2 separate regions of the Mus musculus genome follow, and region 1 is linked to region 2. The links are chromatin contacts, called in public Hi-C maps. All regions are on one chromosome and are shown on one strand. The core of a region is the stretch at or near the end of the contact, and the rest is flanking DNA. Distances in the headings are between cores, read along the strand shown. Region 1 has its middle 14 kb from the start of Gm36732. Region 2 overlaps Babam2 (BRISC and BRCA1 A complex member 2).

Region 1 (5,370 bases), core at 449-2,948, 140 kb after region 2:
ACTTGCCATCCCCTCCCCCTCCTTCCCTTTCTCCTTCCTCCAGGGCACCATGTCTAAATAAGGCAAAACTCCTCCAGTGCTGGGGAGCTCTGGGGTTTTCATGCAGTCACCCAGGATATCGTGGGATGGGGTCAGGCCATGCTCTGCTGAGAAGCAGGACAAAGTTCCCCTGTAACATTGGCGGAGGGACAAGGAGACTTTGCTGCCCACCAGAGGGTGCCCTCAAGTTAACTGAGCAGGACACAGAGAGGATCTAACTCAGAAGGAGGCTTACAGACAAGGCAGGGGCTTGGAAGAGTGGATTGTGGGCTTGCTGGTAAGGGATTTGGCATTAAGACACCTGCACCTCGAAAGCATCCCTGGTTCTAGGATAGGCACACACACACACACACACACACACACACACACACACACACACACACCAGAAAATGGATTAGCACCACTTGTAGCAGCGCACAGCACACGCCTGTAATGATCCAGCTTGTGTTGACTAGACGGCTCAGCCTATGATGGCACTTACCACTAAGCTGGACCACCTGAATCTGAGCAAGAGACCCACATGGTAGAAGGAGAGATCCAGTTCCCACAAGTTGCCCCTCTGACCTTCATCTGTAGGTGTACCCCTATACAGAATGTAGAGAACATACACCTGTTTGCCCAGCATACACAGAGACAAATAGATACATGCAATTAAAAAAAAAAAAAAAAAAACCAAGTGTTTGGGAGCCTGAGGCAGGAGAATTGCTATGAGCTACATAGTGAATTGTTTTGGGTTTTTTTTAAAGCAGCTTATAAAGCTGGAAAAATATTAAAATATTAAAAATTCTGAATAAACCAAGAAAGATAGATCTATCCATAGATGTTTCTTGGCAGGTTCTTGAGGGGACCTCTAGCAGTGTGACCATCCCCACCTTCTCCATTCCTTTCCCAGTCTGTGTCCTCAAGCAGCAACAGTGAGTCCTGGAGAGTGGCAGTTGGGACATCATCTCCCTCCCCATCCCCCAGGTCTGCCACCAACCCTGGCACATAGTTGATGCCTCGTAGGCAGCACTGTGTAGTCGATTCTCCAAACTGGGACACCGCAAGAGGTGGGATGTTAGTAATCATTGGGTCAGGACAACAGTTGTCGTCTGGAACCATATTGGACAAACAAGTGACAGTCTGTTCTCTACCATATGCATAGATGTCTGTCTGTCTGAATGAGGTTCTGTCTGACACTCTGACTTCTATTATACAATGACTTGCTTCTTTGCCAAAACAGTCATCTGCGTTAAGTGATGCCCCCTTGTGTCTTGATGCTCATCTCTGCCTACTGCAGAGAGAGGCATCTCTCTACACAGAGAAAATTGGTAAGGCTAAAAACATCTCCAACCACGTGCCATGGTGGGAACTGCTGTATGTTTCATCAAAGTCAGAGTGTTCTAAGCCTACTGTGAAGCCCACAGTAGGGCCTGACAGGAGGCTGGCCAGGCTGGGTAGACTGGGACTAGTTAGTGTCTCTCTTCCCTCCTGGACTCTCATGTTTAGTTGGGCTCTCTCTGTTGGGCAGATGGAAGAGATGGACCCAGCTGGGTTGTAGTAGGCCTGAACAGAGCTGGAGCTCTAAGGAAGCTGTCTGGGCACTTCCTCAGCTAGTCTCCACCTATCCTACCATGGGACCAGTGCCTTGCCAGAGACAAGCCAGACAAACACAGCTCACTGCTGCCCTCTGGTGTCTGATTCTTCCGGCCCCGTTGCTCCTCTAGGGACAGCCACATGATGCTGTCTCTGAGCAGGGCCCATGAGCAGTCACCCAATGTGAGCATGAGAACGATAGTCTGTCAGTACTGATTCTGAGATAACAGACGTAAGATGGGACTATTCCAGGCTGGGTGAGCATATGGTTATCCCGTCTAGGCTTAGAACCATTTCGCGGTAGCCTCCAGAACCATCTCAGGGAACTGCCTGGTGAAGTCACCAAGTCACAACACATGTAAGTGCTTAGCAGGAGCATGAAAGAGTAAGAAGTCACTGGCTAATGTGGTCAGTGGTTGACTATTATCCTCTCTTAGGAGTTGCCGGCATCCTGGGAGCCCATTTCCAGCTGTTCGGATGGGATAAGCTGCACCCAGAGCTATCGATAAAGCAGGAGTGGGGGGATCTGGTCTTTGGGTGGACTGAGGTGGGTGCTTCTGGGGCTCAGTCATGTGGCATGAGCAGTAAACCCAGCAGTCTGGCCTGTGAGTGGTCCAGACACCTTCCCTCTGGAAATTTGGGGCCTTGCCAGGACAGGGGATAGACAGGGAAACTTCATTCTCACTGAGATAAGGGCATTTTTGTGTCCGCTTTTGTAGTGGTCCTCCTGTCCAGTAGCTGTGTCCCAGTGCTAACTGGGGTGATCTTTGCCCTGCTGAGTGGCCAGCAGGTGTGGGTGAGCCTCTGTCCCTGCCTTCCTCTTCACATTCTGCCCCCCATCTCCTCCTCATGGCCTCTAACCCCATCAACCTCAGGCCTCTGGTAGGACAGCCTCAGGGCCTTTGCTAAGCTGCTGGTCCCCCGGGGATCTCTGGTAGGGATCAGTGCAGGATGACCAGCGGCTGTGCCACTCATAAAAGCAAGTGGGGTTTGGTACAGGTACAGAGCCTTGAGCCCCACCCTCTGAAGCTGCCAATTACAGGGAAGGTGCCAGTGACTGAGGCCAGGGTAGAAGGACCAACTCAGACATCGAGCAGGAGATGAAGGTGCCTCAGGGACAGGACACAGAAAGAGGAAGGACAGAACTCATAGGGTCCCCATATGGGTCTCAAAAGGCAGAGACAGGAGTCAGGGACTGACAGAGATCATGGGCTTCCAGGGGCAAGGGTTCGGGGGCAGAGTCTGGGTGGCTGGGACAGTGTGTGTAAGTAAGTAGGTTTGATTCAGAGGCTTGTAAGGACTTTAGCAAAGGCAAGAGGAGGACGCACAGCTTTAGAAAGAATTCTTATGGTCTAGGAGAGAGGGCTCAGGCTGGGTGCCTTGTTTGAGGAAGAGGAGAAAGCTTCAAGTTGGTTTTGTATTCCTCAAACCTGTTTGCCCACATCTTTGGCATCTGTGCCCCATGAGGAAGCTGCAAGGAGCTGGGCCTGTCTGGGCCTGAGAGTGGCATTCTTATTGAGGCCATGTACTTCCTGCAGATGTTCCCTACTGAGGTCACAGGCCCCTCTCGAGGACCTTCTTCCTGGTCTTTGCTCACTAAAGCAGCCCAGAACCCCACACCATAGCAGGCGGCTTTGCTTTCTTCCTCCCACCTGCCCCTTCCTCAGTCTTCCTCATAAGACTTCCTGCCTACACACACTCACACTTGAGCCTTGCACAGCCAGCCACACACAGGCGCCTGCAGTCTTGAGTCTGAGAGCTTGGGTTTGAGCTCAACCTCTACCATTCACCTGCAATGTGGCTCTGGGCAGTTTGAACCCTTTGTGCCTCAGTTATCTCATCTGTGAATTGGGGATAATGGGATGTAATGACGCTTATCTCATGGACTTGTCATGAGGATCGAAGGAGCTGAGGCAAGTGCAAACAGCTCAGAGGGCTCTGTGGGTGGGAGGGGATCTACTAGTACTGTTTGTATCCCACACAGCACTTAGCCAGGAATAGAAACATGCATGGCTGGTATGAGCTGTTCCTCACTCATTCCAGAACCATCTATAGGGCTGCTGGGTGCTGGGCACTATTCTACACATGTGGCAATAGGAGTCAGCGCAATCCAAGATGCCTGCCCTCTTGAAGATGCCATTCTAGGGAAGGAACCCCCAACAACACCCATCTACCAGCACACATTCCCACCTCCCTCTGGAGCTGAAGACCCTCAGGCAGGAAGGTGTGGCAACTCCAGGCCTCTGGAGGTGCAACTCGTAAGCACCTCCCAATCATCCTGTGGCCCAAGAAGCCCTTGAGTCAGAAAACAAGGTCACTCTGATCCTGGCTAGGACACGCAGAGCATTGAGGCAAGAGAGTGCAATTATTAAGTATAATTGCCCATTTTACAGATGAGTAAATTGAGGTCCAGGAAGGTTTAACTGCTTTACCCTTGGTGGTACAGCTGGCCAGTAACAGGGTTATTCAGTCAACAAGTATTTATTGAGCTCCTACCTTGATTTTGTGCCACCTGCTGTTCTAGGCCCTAGGGATAGAGTCTCTGCCTTTTGTGGCAATTCTGTGAGTTGCAGGAGCCCAGAAACAAGCATGTTTTAGAGAGTGGTGTGTTTCTAGGCAGAAAATGATACTCTGGACCAGACAGTGGGTGGAAGAAGGAAGATAGCAAGGGAGACCCAGGAAGGTGGCATTTAGCTGAGTCACCATGCAGAGAACTCTAGCTACAAACTGCCCTACATGGTGACCCAGATTAAGGGTGACCGAATCATCCACCTAAAAAGCTAACAAGATTGGAGGCTGGGCCCCTCCTGAAGAGAAGAGATTTTTCTGAACCCTGTGCTGAGTAGCTGGTAAAAAGTACACTGGGACTCCTTTGCTTTGTTCTTTTAGTAGTCTCTCTAGTCTCTGTGTCTCTGTCTGTCCCTTCCTCCTCCCTCGCTGCCTCTGTGTATACGTGTATATGTGTGTCAGAGGGAACATTTATGTTAGTTAGTTATTAGTTCGTTCGTTAGTTAGTTAGTGACTTTCACTGACCTGAAATTTGTTAAGTAGGCCAGGCTACCTGGCCAGCAAACACCGGGGATTCCTCCTGTCTCTGCATCCCCATCTGTGGGTATAAAAGCGTTCACCACCATGTCTAGCTTTTTCCACATGGGTTTGAGGGAGCAGGGCTCAGACTCAAATCTCTGAGCTTGCAAGGCAAGCAGTTACTGACCAGGCTATCTTTTCAGCCCAAACTACTTTTTAAAGAGCAGTTTTAGGCCCCAAGAAACTGACTACAAAGTACTGATGGTCCCGAAATCTCCATTCCCCTGCATATGCATTGCATGTGTCACAGCCAGTGAAGTCACGTGGGAGTGTCATGGTCACCAAAGGCCTACACCTTAGGGCTCAACTTGACATCTGTTCTCTGAGTTTCGCTAAACTCTAAGGACAGTATTTTGTGTGGTCTGGAGAGTGGTATGCGAGAGCTGGGGTTGTGGAGTTCAGTGAATGAGTTTGTCAGGGTTATTGCAAAAGCAAGAGTAAGAAAACAGTGAGCAGCCAGTAGAGAGGAACGTCAGGACATCAGGTGGTGCTTACAACATGCAGTTGAAACCAGCTGAGGACTCTGAGACTGTAAGCTGGAATCCAATTGTTCCCTCCGTGAGTGAGCTTCCGACTTCCCATCCTCACGGCAGCTTTACGTAACCGAATAAACCGTAGCAAGAGCTAGGAGACAGCTTGTCTTCTAACTGTTCTCAGGGACGTGGTGCG
Region 2 (5,609 bases), core at 1,121-3,620:
CGGTCTAGAATGCAGCCTCACCACACCTGTCTTCTCATGTGGCCAAAGCCATATGGACAAGACTCCAAAAGGTCCCAGTGTGTGCAGAATTAAAGTATCTGGTGTGGCTTAGTGCGTGGGCCCGCCAAGTGGGTCAGAGGCTTGGATGCCCACCCGGAGCTGAGTGGAAAACGTCTGGCAGCCCTCCCACTTCCGCCTGCCCAGAGCATAGGAGGAGCTCTGGCCGGATGTGGGCTATCTTTTTCCTTCCCCCACTTCCCCCTGGCCCTCCCTTTTTTTTGTTCCCAGTTCTTAAAGAACCCTAAGAGCTGTTCAGATCTACTGAGCCAGGGAAGACCATCCCTTCTATTTATAGAAAACTGACCGAAACTCACAAGGAGAAAAAAATAAGCATTTGTCAAAAAAAAAAAAATTACTGATAATAAGTAGTAGATCAAGGGGAATGATTTTGTTCTGGGGATCAAGTGTGTGCCAGTCACTCACAAGAAAGCAAATGGTTAAAGAATTGATAGCTATAGCCAAACTGTGAGGCCTAATTGCTTAGGCTCCACAAAGTTCCTTTAGAACAAGTTAGCTGCTTAAAGCCTACAGTAATTCTTTTTCATCAGTTAACTTTAAGTAAAAGTTAAGTGACAGAGACATTTAGAGATAAGAGAAAACAAGTTTTGTTTTTGCTAACTTCTGACTAATTTGTACTATTCAGATCTTATACCAAAAAAATGCAAAGTAGCTCTGAGATATTGTAGTTATTACATCATTTTATACATAGAGTAGTTTTTAAAGAAGCTACCATTTTGTTGACTACTGACTATTAGATAGAATACAGCTTACCTGAGCAAGGTATCTATAGCTTTAAACATTTATGTTCTCTGCATGAACTACCATATAGACAACTTTTATCTCTGAAATCCTTTGACAATTCCTGTTCTTCCAGTAATCCAGTTGTGATACAGGAAGTGTTTTGATTTGAACATTGGCTATAAGGACATGCTGTTCTCTGGAGACAAAAAAGGATCATGTAATGAATGCTTTGGGGGATTATGATATACATCAGTATAGAGCTTGCTGATATTTAAGTAAAAACAAAAATCATGTCTTACTTGAGTGGGTAAATAGATATTTCTGGTTTTTAATGTTTCTAATACTAATTGGCATTTGAGTCAAAGAAAATAGTTCAAAACTAGGAAATAATATATTTCTAAACATATCAAATACTAATACCAGCAACTCACTTCTGCAAAACAAAATCGTGGGAAAAAAGATTAGAAGGCATTCCAGCCAGATGCAGGAGTGTATACCTATGTCCCAGATACTCTGGAGTCAGAGGCCAAAGGATCTCATGAGCCCAGGAGTTTGGCACCAGCCAGAGCACTAAACCAAGACCTGTATAAAAGTTTCTTTTTTCAGGGGACTGGGAGAATGGCTCAGTCCATAAAGTACTAGCAAGAAGCCCTGAGTTCGATCCCTATTAAAAGCTCTGCGTTGTGACCTGTGCTTGTGATCCCAGCTGAAAGGGCCGATGCACGGGATGCTCAGGCGTAGGCCAGCTGGCCTCGTCCAACTGTGAGCTTCAGGCCACTGGAGAGATCCTTTCTCAAAAAGGTGGATGCCATTCCTTAGAATGACATCTTCCTTTGACCACCACAAGCACAAGCACTGACACATGTACTTACATCCACATATACTCACACACACTTACACACTCACACACTCACGCACACACACTCACGCACTCACGCACACACACTTCTTTTTTTTTTTTTTTTTTTTTTTAGAAAAATGTAGTCTAAAGTCCCCAAAGCCAGTAGCTTGAAAGCCACATAGCCTGTAGTCATAGCTACATTACTTTTGATAGTGAGTGATGGCTGTTTATAAATGATTGCATTGAATTCTTTTATTTAAAATTACTCTTTTTTCATAGGTAAACTAGCATGTTAAATACTTTTCTATTATTAATGATCGGTTTGGAGGTTAATCTGAATGTTGTTTCCTATTTGGAAACTCGGGTGTTACTCAGCAGTTGCAATTGAAGTTGAGGAAAAGTGTACAATGAACAGGCATTTGTTCCTAAAAACTTATCAGAGGGAATTAAATGAGCATCAGAAAGGACGTAACAGGGTTAGAAATCAGTGTTTGTTCCGAGTAGCCAAGGATGTTACAGACCAAGCCTGCTATAGGGAAGGACCTACAAGGATTTTCTAAATTGAGGTATTTGTCATTTGGATTGGTGTTTTCATACTTTTGTTGTTCTGTGTTATACAATCTCTGTTTCATAAAAATAGCCATGTATGGAGGCTATCATACTGTGGCACTGAGAAATGTGACTAAAAAGTGGTCATTCTCAGTCCTGCCCCTTTTTGTTGGTAGTGGTGTGAGTCACCAGTAGAAACCCCCTGTGCCACTGAGTCAGACATCGTCAGAGTCGGGTACACTCAGAAGTCTGAGAGGCTCTACCAACAACACAGGTTTTTGCTGGTTGGTTGGTTGGTTTTGGTTTTGGGGGGGCAGTGAGTTATTGTTGGGAGATTTCTTTAAAAAAACAAAAACAAAAACCATGAAGCTAACTTTTCCTTTGAGAAGTCACATCTAGGGAAAGCGCTAGGATCAGCAGTATGCACCGAAGGAGGGAGGGAGGGAGGGGGAGAGGAGGGGAGAGGAGGGGAGAGAAGGGGAGAGGAGGGGAGGGGTAGGACTGCACTCCACAGCATCCTTACATGTTGCTTTAATATGTATCTGTTTGTGCAGCTAACATTTCCATCCTTGTTCATGCTTTACAGTGGAGGCTCTGGCTTACTGACTGAGTTGTAATTGCAACACAATTTTAAGCAGGTTATTGGAGAGTATTCTGCAGTGTCACACAGTAGGAGCCAAAGATTCCAATCCTGGCTTTAGATTTTGTCCCCTGCTGCTGCCCAGTCTATGAGAAAGTTGACAAAGTCCACGAACTTTCTAGTTTACTCAGCTGTTAAACACACAGTTTCAAAATAATGTCCCTTTCTTGAAGTTTTAATTAACAAAGCATCTAAAATGAACTCTGCAAAGCTAGAAAATCTATACACATCATTACTGCATTTGTTAATGTGCCTATTCTCTGTCCTGGAAATGGGTAACATTTACACAAACTTTGTCTACCTCAGAGAATGTTGAAACAGTTTCTGGGGATGCTTTGCCTCCACTAAAACTAACAAGAGATTTTATTTTAAAAACTTGACTTAACCCCCAAATGAAATGCTAAAGCAACACTACATATTAGCAGGGGGCTTGGGCTCAGCTCTGATGGGCAGCAGCAGAGTCTCTGTTCAGATTTGCCCCTGTTGCGGCCCACTAAGGAGCTCCCTCTGATTTACAAGATATAAATATATGTGGTAACATATGTGGGAAAAAAAGGAAAGTGCTGAGTATGGAGATTTCACGACTTGATTGGAAGCAGAATGATAATTTTATTTTTCTGGAAGTCTAGTTGGTGCATCCTATCAAAGCCCTCTTTGTCCCTTTTCCAAGTTTGTTCTTGAAAACCATCTTTCATCCTGCTCCCCCATCAGATTGTAGGTGAGGAAGACACAGTCCCGCCCTTGAAAAGCGTATGGCATAATGGAAACTTAACACAGTTACATGGCTAGCTCTGCAATGGCAATGGGCAAGGCCAGGGCCCAGGAGGTCGGACAGTGTGGGACGCCATTCTGGTTATGCCTAAGATTCTGCATGTGTCACGGCTTCTGTGGTCCCTCATGCCATTGCTTTGATCCAAACCTCAATCGGTGCTTGTGGCTCCAATTGTCATGTACCCAGCATTCTGAGTTAGCCAAAAACATGTCTTAAGATGTGTTTATTGCTGAGCAGTGGTGTCAAATGTCTCTAATCCCTGCACTTGGGAATGAAGCAGAGTCAGGTGGATCTCTGTGAGTTTGAGGCCAGCTTGGTCTACAGAATGAGTTTCAGGACATCCAGGACTATACAGAGAAGCCCTGCCTTGGGAGAAACAAAAAGGATGTATTTATGAACTCTAACCATCTTTTCCCCTTTTTTGCCTTGCAGTTGACCTGCCCCTGTTTTTCCCTCGAGATCAGCCTACGCTCACATTTCAGTCAGTCTATCACTTTACCAACAGTGGACAGCTTTACTCCCAAGCACAAAAAAACTACCCATACAGCCCCAGATGGGATGGAAATGAAATGGCCAAGAGAGCAAAGTAAGTGGTACATTGTTAGTTGACTGGCCGTGAGTGGCCTCTTTGGGTTGTTTGTTTGTTTGGTTGGTTGGTTGGTTTTTGTTTTGGTAAATGGATTGTAGGAGATATGAGATAGCAAGTTAAGTTGTAGATAAATAATGTCAATAATAAAAATGATGGCAACCACTTATGTATTTTAAATGATAAATTTCAAATGTTGGTAAACAGATTTTCTAGTGAATAGTCAGTATATGAGTTCAGTGTCTATTATTCCATGGGAAGCTGCATCTCATGAATTATGTTTCTCCTGTGTGTTGCATGGATTTGTATACTCAAGTACACAGACTCCTTAGATCTGCAAACACTGCTGTGGAACTTGTGTCTCAATGGAGATTAAAGTTACTAGCCTTAATAGTTGAGTATAGAAAGGCTGTCACTATAGTCATAAGGACCAGGTTGATCCAGAAACATGGTGAGTGCTATGGTAAAGACTTCAGGGTCTGGGCCAGCAGTGTATGGACCATTGCCTCCTAGCCTGAAGCAGCAGTAGATTGAAGTGGGATTTTCCAAACATAAACCATAGTGTGGTGTGTGGCAAATACTTTATCACTCTGCACAGCCATGTGCTCTTACCTGTGATCTCAGCTGAAGGGTGGGCAGAGCCAAAGAATCATAGAAAGAGAAGTGGCTCATAAGCATCCTCCACTGCTCATCCAATAGTTACTACCCTCTACAGTGTTCCAGGCACTGTGTGCCATGCTGAGGATGTCATGATAAAGAAACTAGAAACTATCCATGGCTTCACTGAGCCTGTAGCCTAGCAAGGAGATAAATCATACCAAATTCCTGACAGCTTTAAAGTACCCATAACAAAAGATGACCTTCCAGGCTTAGAAACTTCTTGATTATTAAGACTTCCTGTTCTTACCAACCATTTCCTGGTTGAGTTTTCTTCCCAGAGAAAACCCTCCTGGCCTCTCCCATCATCTCTCTACTACTAAACCCTCACATGTGGTAGGCTCAAGGCTCTACAAGAGTGCCCCTTCTCCAGTACTCCAGCCACCCAGAATCCCGGTGTGCCACTCAGAGCTATTATCTGAAACTCGTGTGCCTTTCTCCCTATATTTTCCCTTTATATCCAAGCTACTGAAGTCTGAAATTCTATTTAAGGAATAAACAAACAAATGCAAATGTAACTAGTAACAACTATTAAGACCTATGTTGACATGCAGTGGAACAAAGGAAATCTAAAGCAAGGTTTCCGTTTGAAGTCTTGCTGTTGTTTAATTTTCTGGGCGTTCCCTATGTATACATAGGATCTACCCTTAGAAGATGGGCCATTATTTGTGGTATGTGCTCCAGAGTCTGAAGCAGACATATCTTTGTGGTTTCCATGGCAAAGCAATCTTGGTGTGCGTGTGCGTACTTCTGAAGCAGGCAT

What was found. Hi-C and Micro-C count contacts between places; a contact is called where the count stands out from the background.
Region 1: a Hi-C map of tail fibroblasts shows a contact between it and region 2, with 3 times the contacts expected there. The contact joins two enhancer-like sites. A contact is called at or near these places in 11 of 39 promoter capture datasets (the 3T3-L1 cell line, 3T3-L1-derived adipocytes, cranial neural crest and 6 more), 1 of 15 datasets of contacts at CTCF or cohesin (the NIH/3T3 cell line), 13 of 484 Hi-C or Micro-C datasets (the C2C12 cell line, LSK cells, the MC38 cell line and 9 more), 2 of 115 datasets of contacts at active chromatin or transcription factors (CD8 T cells and Th17 cells) and 1 of 9 other capture datasets (adipose tissue).

The regions. Positions count from the first base shown.
Region 1 is chr5:32,196,208-32,201,577 of GRCm38.p6, forward strand. No RefSeq gene overlaps it. Among named protein-coding and RNA genes, the nearest start is that of Gm36732, 14 kb to the left of the region's middle. Within about 2 kb of position 1,699, at least 115 of the 459 cell types and tissues checked have an H3K27ac peak or open chromatin away from gene starts, as enhancers often do. A contact at or near this core is called in the C2C12 cell line, the NIH/3T3 cell line, embryonic fibroblasts and 2 more, where this site is marked.
Region 2 is chr5:32,053,476-32,059,084 of GRCm38.p6, forward strand. Babam2 (BRISC and BRCA1 A complex member 2) reads left to right here. Exons shown (of 12, transcript NM_144541.1): 11 at 4,036-4,189. Among named protein-coding and RNA genes, the nearest start is that of Gm40277, 34 kb to the right of the region's middle. Within about 2 kb of position 2,371, at least 30 of the 459 cell types and tissues checked have an H3K27ac peak or open chromatin away from gene starts, as enhancers often do. A contact at or near this core is called in the C2C12 cell line, the NIH/3T3 cell line, embryonic fibroblasts and 2 more, where this site is marked.